2 separate regions of the Hordeum vulgare genome follow, and region 2 is linked to region 1. A link is a contact called in public Hi-C data. All regions are on one chromosome and are shown on one strand. Each heading gives the region's core, a stretch centred on a gene start, on an enhancer-like site or on the middle of the called end of the contact. The rest is flanking DNA. Distances are from core to core; before and after follow the strand shown. Region 1 holds the start of LOC123413205 (probable calcium-binding protein CML21). Region 2 holds the start of LOC123407578.

What was found. A called contact is a pair of places that touch in the nucleus more often than the background predicts.
Region 2: a Hi-C map of seedling shows a contact between it and region 1, with 4 times the contacts expected there. The contact joins the promoter of LOC123407578 here to the promoter of LOC123413205 in region 1. A contact is called at or near these places in 3 of 6 Hi-C or Micro-C datasets (leaf and seedling) and 1 of 1 datasets of contacts at active chromatin or transcription factors (embryo).

The regions. Positions count from the first base shown.
Region 1 is chr7H:532,484,598-532,488,125 of MorexV3_pseudomolecules_assembly, reverse strand. LOC123413205 (probable calcium-binding protein CML21) reads left to right here and starts at 1,585. Exons shown (of 5, transcript XM_045106151.1): 1 at 1,585-1,791; 2 at 2,349-2,617; 3 at 2,953-3,152; 4 at 3,327-3,501. The coding sequence starts at 2,422.
Region 2 is chr7H:532,609,441-532,612,968 of MorexV3_pseudomolecules_assembly, reverse strand. It overlaps LOC123407578, which reads left to right and starts at 1,880. Exons shown (of 14, transcript XM_045100745.1): 1 at 1,880-2,147; 2 at 2,793-2,874; 3 at 2,998-3,101; 4 at 3,285-3,411; 5 at 3,492-3,528. The coding sequence starts at 2,107.

The DNA.
Region 1 (3,528 bases), core at 336-2,835:
CTAGTAGAGGAGATTCACACACTGGTTAGTCTCCCCGCTAGGGATATCTCCTTTACCCACTATACGCGCTCGCAGAACATTGTACGCGCTCGGCTCGGTGGCCACCTGATCGTGATGGAGGGGCTTGGGTGGCGTGCATGACACTCGGGTGGCGGCTTCGACCGCGAGGAGTGGGCGAGGCGCATTCCTACGCGATACAGCATCGCGAGAATGGCCCTGGTGGTGCGCAGATCGGGGGCCCGAGATAGCGAGGGAGGCGGATCTCAAAGCCCTTCTTCGTCACATGGCAACTCCGATGGTGGGGTGATTGTTGGGCTTGTCGGCGCCAGTGCGGGATGATGTGTGGCTGTGGCAGTTGGGGTGAAGACCGTGTCTTGACTTTATGCCGTGGCTAGCGATGCTGGTGGCTATGGCCGTCGTTGACCTTCCCGGAGGCATTGTTGCTTTGCTGTCGCACCCCTCCCGTGTGGATCCGACCATCTCGGCATCTCCGGGGGAAACCCTTGATCTATGATCGGACGACGGCGGCGCCTTGGCGTTGCATTCCCTCTTGAGGGCTTCATCTTGGGAGCTAGGCATCAACAAGCGAGACCGGTGGATGACATCGGTTGTGGCAACGATGGTGGTGGGAGCGATGTCGCCGACATGGCAATTGTTGCGATAATCGGCTCTTCTTCGGCGTGTTCGTGCGTCTGTCTCTGTTTGTTTGTTGATGTGAAGTCGAAGCTGCTGCGGCGGGGCCCTCTGGTATACGATGACTCGCTCGAGGTGAACCGTTCGACGAGCTTTCGTGACGCCAACCGTGCCTGGTTTGTCCTTTGTAGCTCTTCGTCAAAGCCGGAGCTGCGCTGCCTGGTTTAGATGGCTGAGTTTTGGCGCGGTTCTTCATACTTCTTCACGCGGCCTTTACAGTGCGCGTTGAGTCGATGATCGCCTACGGCAAAGTCGGAGTCGTTTGCTCAGGATTTACGGATGACGATGACGCGTCTAGGGGAGGAGTGATGACAATGACGCATGTATGCTGTCTCAGTGATGCCTTCATTGGTGGGTGGGTTTCTTGTGTGTGCTGCTTAACAGTTGTAATGATTTTCGCCTGGTTTTTCATGATCAACTCAGCAATCTGATTTTCGCTCGGCTTTTTCTAATTAATAAAAAACTCTTTTTTTAATGAACACGGGATAACTATCATTTAAAAAAAACATGAGCTGGAACCCTATTGTGGCAGTACTCTGCGCACAAGGCACAACAGTATAGCTGGTTGTCGGAATGGACTTTGTTGTAAATCTGGCTATGGCTGAGAAGCCCCCATGAGTTAATGGAGAACTTTTTTCCCAGAAAAACAATAATCAAGGAAATAAATAAAAGGAAACGGCGACAGCGAGACAAACGGTCCGAGGTCGGCTCTTCATTCACGGGGCACCCGCCACCCGGCGTGTCATCCGGGCGAAGTCATCGCCATTCCAGAGCCACCCACCCACCACCCTATGCCCCACCTATCACTCCCTGAATCCTGGACCCCACCTCGTCTTGCCCCCACATGTCAGCCGCACAAAACCATCCTCGCCCGGTCCTGTGGCGCAGGCCGTTGCCACCTCACGCCGCTCTCGCCACCCTCCTTCTCCTATCTGCTGCACCGAAAAGGAAAAGCTTCCCTCGCCTCCCCCAGACCCGAAGGATCCCAGCGGCGAAGAAGGAAAAATATCGCGCCTCCCCCCGCCGCCGATCAGCGCCTCCGGTTCTGGATCCCCGTGCGGATCCGCAGCACCGACCTCCGAGTCGAGCCCAGGCAAGGCAAGCCCATGCTCTACCCACTCGTAGTCTCTACACCCTGATCGATGCAGCGTGGTTTTCTTGCGGCTGGCCTGTTCGTCCTGCGCGCGCGCAAGCAACCTGGAGTCCTGGACCTCTGCAGGTTTCTTCTTGGTAGACGATGATTTGGCTGTACGCGACAACCCAACTGAGCCCGAAGCCCGATGGGTAGGTAGGATTAGGTGGGGACTTGCCTGTGCCGAGATTATTTATACTTACTCGTTATTAATTATTGCTGTGAAGTAGGCCCTCGTTGTTTGCTATCGCGCGCCCTGCCCGTGCCGCCACTGCTGATTTCCTCACTGTTCATTTCGGGTTCAGTCTTTGCGTACGCGCTGTCTTGTGATTAGCTGATTGGTTGATGGCTGTGACGATGAATTGCTGGGAGTCATGTTCTTCTCGTGTGAAAAAGAATGATATTTTAGTGAGTTGTGAATCTGAGTGCGGTGACTAGCGGCGAGCATAGTTTGGTTCTGCTACTACTTGCAGGATATTATAGTGCTCTGAAGCGGTCACCAAAGGTTGAGACTCATTTTCAGGTGCTGCTACTGTTTGGTCATTTGGTGTGTATCCACTACCAGTTGTGGGCACTGAGTGAAGTGAAGTGCTGGCATGGGGGGCGTGTTTGGACGCCACGACGCCGGCAGGCAGAGCTCCCACGGTATGAAGCTAGAGTCGAAGATGGTGGAGTCCATGAAGCAGAGAGCGTCGCATGGAACTTCGGTCAAGTCGTTCAACAGTATTATCATGAAGTTCGCGAAAATCGACAAGGGCTTGAGAAAATGCAAGACTATCTTTCAGCAATTCGGTGAGCCCTCTTTGTGTGCTAGTCAGTTTTCTCTTGTCCTTCTAAGTTCATAGCTAACAAATTGCGATGGAGATCTTGCTTGCTATGTTTTCAAGTTATAATGAAGGAGGAGCGGGTCAATAAATTGTTGATATCTGAACTCTTGTTTCACTTATTGTTCCTTCCAATAAACTGTTGAGTTCAAGTGATGTTTTACAGTGCAGCAGTGCCTATGCGGAAGAATGCTGCCCTTTGACAAATATTAACCGACTTGTGCAAAGGAGCATAATTAATTTAGGCATTTCTTGCTTTTTGTGTAACTAACAGATCCGGAACTTGCTTCCTACCTTTCTCAGATGAAGATTCCAATGGTGAAATTGATAAAGAAGAGCTCAAGAATTGCTTTCAGAAGCTGGAAATCTCATTCACAGAGGAGGAGATAAGTGATCTCTTTGAAGCTTGCGACATAAATGAAGATATGGGCATGAAGTACAATGAGTTCATTGTCTTTCTGTGCCTTGTTTATCTTCTCAATGACCCTGCTGCATCAGAAGCAGTATCCTTCATTCTTTATACACTGTTTCCCGTTAAAAGGATATCATATCATAAATATGATTGGATTATCAATATTTCTTAGATGATATTCACGGACTTCTGCATTCAGTTCCTGTTTTAGTTCTCGTACACTAATTATGCAGGAGTTTTACTGTTTCCTTAACTGAAAACGCAGAAAACAAAGATGGGATTAGGAGATCTTGAGTCAACTTTTGAGACCTTGGTTGATGCATTTGTCTTCTTGGATAAGAACAAGGATGGGTATGTGAGTAAGGATGAGATGATTCAAGCAATAAATGAGAGCATACCAGGGGAACGCTCTGCTGGCCGTATAGCCATGAAAAGATTTGGTGAGTTCTCCAGTTCGTAGTAGCCCA
Region 2 (3,528 bases), core at 631-3,130, 120 kb before region 1:
ATTTCAAGTTCCTTTCCAGTTGTTTAGGACGTTTGCGGCGACGACCCTAGGGATATGCACAATTACTATATAAGCAAGGGCTTTCTCAAGAGAAACACCGACGCGACGAGTGTCTATTGTTTTTCAGGTGATGCATATGCTGAAGAAAGACAATAACAGGTTATAGAGCCAGATGTGTGAGTGTATTTTACGTCATTTTGATGTATTATAATGAGCTATGCTGACGGAGCTCATACATACAAACACATACATTAATTTACGCTCGTTGGTCTACTACATACGAGTGCGATTTAAATAGCTTTGCATCCCCAGCCCCGACGGAGCAGAATATGAGATAGGCATCTCATCCTGGACCAGCCCTTCCATGTGCAACCAAGATCGCATATCTCAGACGTAATGAGTATAAAAAAACATGTGAATGGGATGCCATGAACAATGAATTTTTGTATGATCGCCAACACAAAATTTCTCTCTCTCTCTCTCTCTCTCTCTCTCACACACACACACACACACACACACACATTTTAGAGCAATAGATATATAGAGAGAGCGCATTGATCTTCACGAGGTTTAAGCTCATGTTAAGTTCTTACAAAACTCAACGACATAAGAATGTGTTTCAAAGAAAAATGGCAACTCCAACTCTATAACTGGAAAGACCACGGAGGATAGTATAAGTTTCCTAAAAAATAATTACGATATTCATATTTGAACTATGCCCAGGGTGAGTTGGAGCACTGCAACAACATTTATTTATTGTCTGGTTTCAGATTTTTGGAGTTTAGATGCTCTTTTTGCCAGGGGTGGAGGGCAACATCATGCCGACCCCACGCTTGCTTCGCTATACTATAGCGATAAATTCCCATAGAGTGTGCTATAGAATGCCACATGATGCATGACTTTGGTTGTCGACATTGACATGCCCCGTGAATGATTGTCTACGCCATTGCTTTCCACGAAGTGATCATCGACGAGATATTTATCGCCAAAGAAATGCTCAGTGATAACCCGACTAGATAGTTCAATGAGCTCTCGCTATATATATTGTACAAGCTGTTTGAGAAGGCCTAGCCATTATTCTATTTAGAGCGTCTCCACAAAATTGCTCCCTCGGTGCTTCACAGTTGCAATATCCATCATTTTCTAGGAAAATGCTATCTGGCTGACTTATTCTAGTGAACTACTCTCTACTTCACAGCCACATGATTCAGATCACACAAATGGCAGTTTCTGAATAAATTTGCCTCAAAATAAACGAACCGTCATGCACTACACTAAAAATGACACCCCAATGACACTAAAAATGCCAGGTCGTCCGCAAATGCCATCTCCGACAGCGAAAGTTATATTGCGGTCTTCTTTTTAGGGGTACTATATTCATCTCTTTACAACTCGCATCCACATCCTAATCCTAACCAGAAAAGAGAAGCCGAGAAGCAGTGCCGGTACATGGCCCGTGCAAAAGCAGACCAATCAGCGCACAACTGCCACCGCCTTTCGGGCCACGCCCCATGTACGCCCCATGCACGGCGCATGTGCCGCGAGACGGCGCCGCACATGCGTCCCGGAAAACCTCAGGGGCTAAAGTACAAAAGCGCGAATAAACAGCAGCAAAGCAAAGCCCCATTTTAAACCCAGTTTTATATTTTTTTTCCTCGTCACATCGTCCTCTTTAACGTTCACATTTCCCACGCGGCCCATCCCTCCCAACTCCGTCCGTCCGATCCCCCGCCGCAGCCAGCCGGCCCCACTCGCTCCCCGTCCCCGTCGCCGGCGCCCCGGAAAACCCCGCCTCCCCACGCCGCTGGCCGGGCCTCGCGGCTCGCGGCGGGCATTTCGAGCTGCGGCTCGCCGGGGACCGCGCCGGATCCGGCGGGACAGGCTCGGCGGTGCCGCGAGCTGCCGCTGCGGTCGGCGCAGATCCGTGGTTGTGCGCAGGGAATTTTAGGGGGTCGGCTCCCGGTTGGACTCGGCTCGAGTTGATTTCCGCGGGTTGGTGGAGGTAGGTTGGTGTGTGGGGGAAGCTGGTGGGCGGCCGCGGTACATGAGCCCCGGAAGCCTCCGCCGCCGCCGCTGCGTCTGTGGTTGGGGAGCTCTCGCGGCGCCATGATCGAGCAGTTCGTTAACTTCGTCATCCGCCCGCCACGGTAACCGCCTTGCTGGCTTATTCTCACTGCTTTGCCAAATTTTAGTTTGCTTTCAGCTACGAGTAGGTCGAACGTGCTACTTTTGACTTTTGTTGTCATAGTATAATGATGTCTACGTGCTTTCGATGGTCATACTTTGCTCTGCAAGTACGAGTGTACTGTGATTCGTCTATCAAGGCGTAATCCAAGCTTGTGGGGAATTGTAGTGAATTTTGGCATCTCATAGTAATGTTACCAATGCTCAAAGTGTAGCACTCGACAGCGTGTAAGTTATGTGCTCAAAATACAAAAGGTTAAGCAAGCGTATGAGCCAAAGTTTGTTGGTGAAGGCGTGAAGCCTTGCTATAGAGAATCGTGTACTAGTGTTCGAGGTGGACAAGTAGCTCCTCCTAATCATAAGTTCTCTAGTGGCAAAGTTAAACTGATCTGAGATACTAAATGGCAATTGCAACAAACTTTTGCATTTCGTTAACACATGTAGTTTCAACTCAACCGCGCTTCTCTCAAATTTAATTTATGCCTTTTCTTAAGACACATGAAAGTGGATGTTAAAGCTCCCAGAACTTTGGTATTCATCAAATGATATCCTTTTCTCTCTCTATATATGTACTGCTCTCAGCTGGTTAACTGGATGTATATTTACAGTGCAGAGTACAACCCAGATCAGTATTTATGGGAGCCAGAGTTTACTCTTGCAGGAAGAAAGTACAAACGAATAGATTTGGAGGCAAGTAAGGGGAGCAGTTATTGAGGCTCTTTGCTGGGTTCCATTTGCCAATGGAAAGACTTTATGCCGATTATCAACATTATTGTATATTGGACTTATTCTTGTACCTGTATGTTGTGGCAGCTTTCCAATGAAAGAAACCAGACCTTAAAGTGCAGCCACTATGTTCCCGCCGTCATCCCAGAAAACACCGCCCTTCCATGTGTGATCTACTGCCATGGGAATAGGTACTGACATTCTGATTCAGTGGATTTGGAAATATAGTTGTCTATGTTCTACTGTTTAACAATAAACACGTAGTGATGTATCAGGATTAATGATGGCATCTATTTTCTTTTCACATTTAGTGTATACCTTAAATAATCACCAATAATGCTGGCCAATTGATTTTTTTTTTAAACCTAATGCAGTGGGTGCAGAGCAGATGCAAACGAAGCTGCTGTCATACTTCTGCCTTCAAACATCACACTTTTTGCACTTGATTTCGCTGGATCGGGGCTATCAGGGGGAGAGTATGTCAGCCTTGGTTGGCACGAGGTGAACATTCATTATAAATTTCAAACAACTTTTTTATAATTTAGTGATTGCACTGTTCTGAAAAAACATACAACTACCAGAAACAGGATCTCAAGTCTGTGGTGTCCTTTTTGCGGA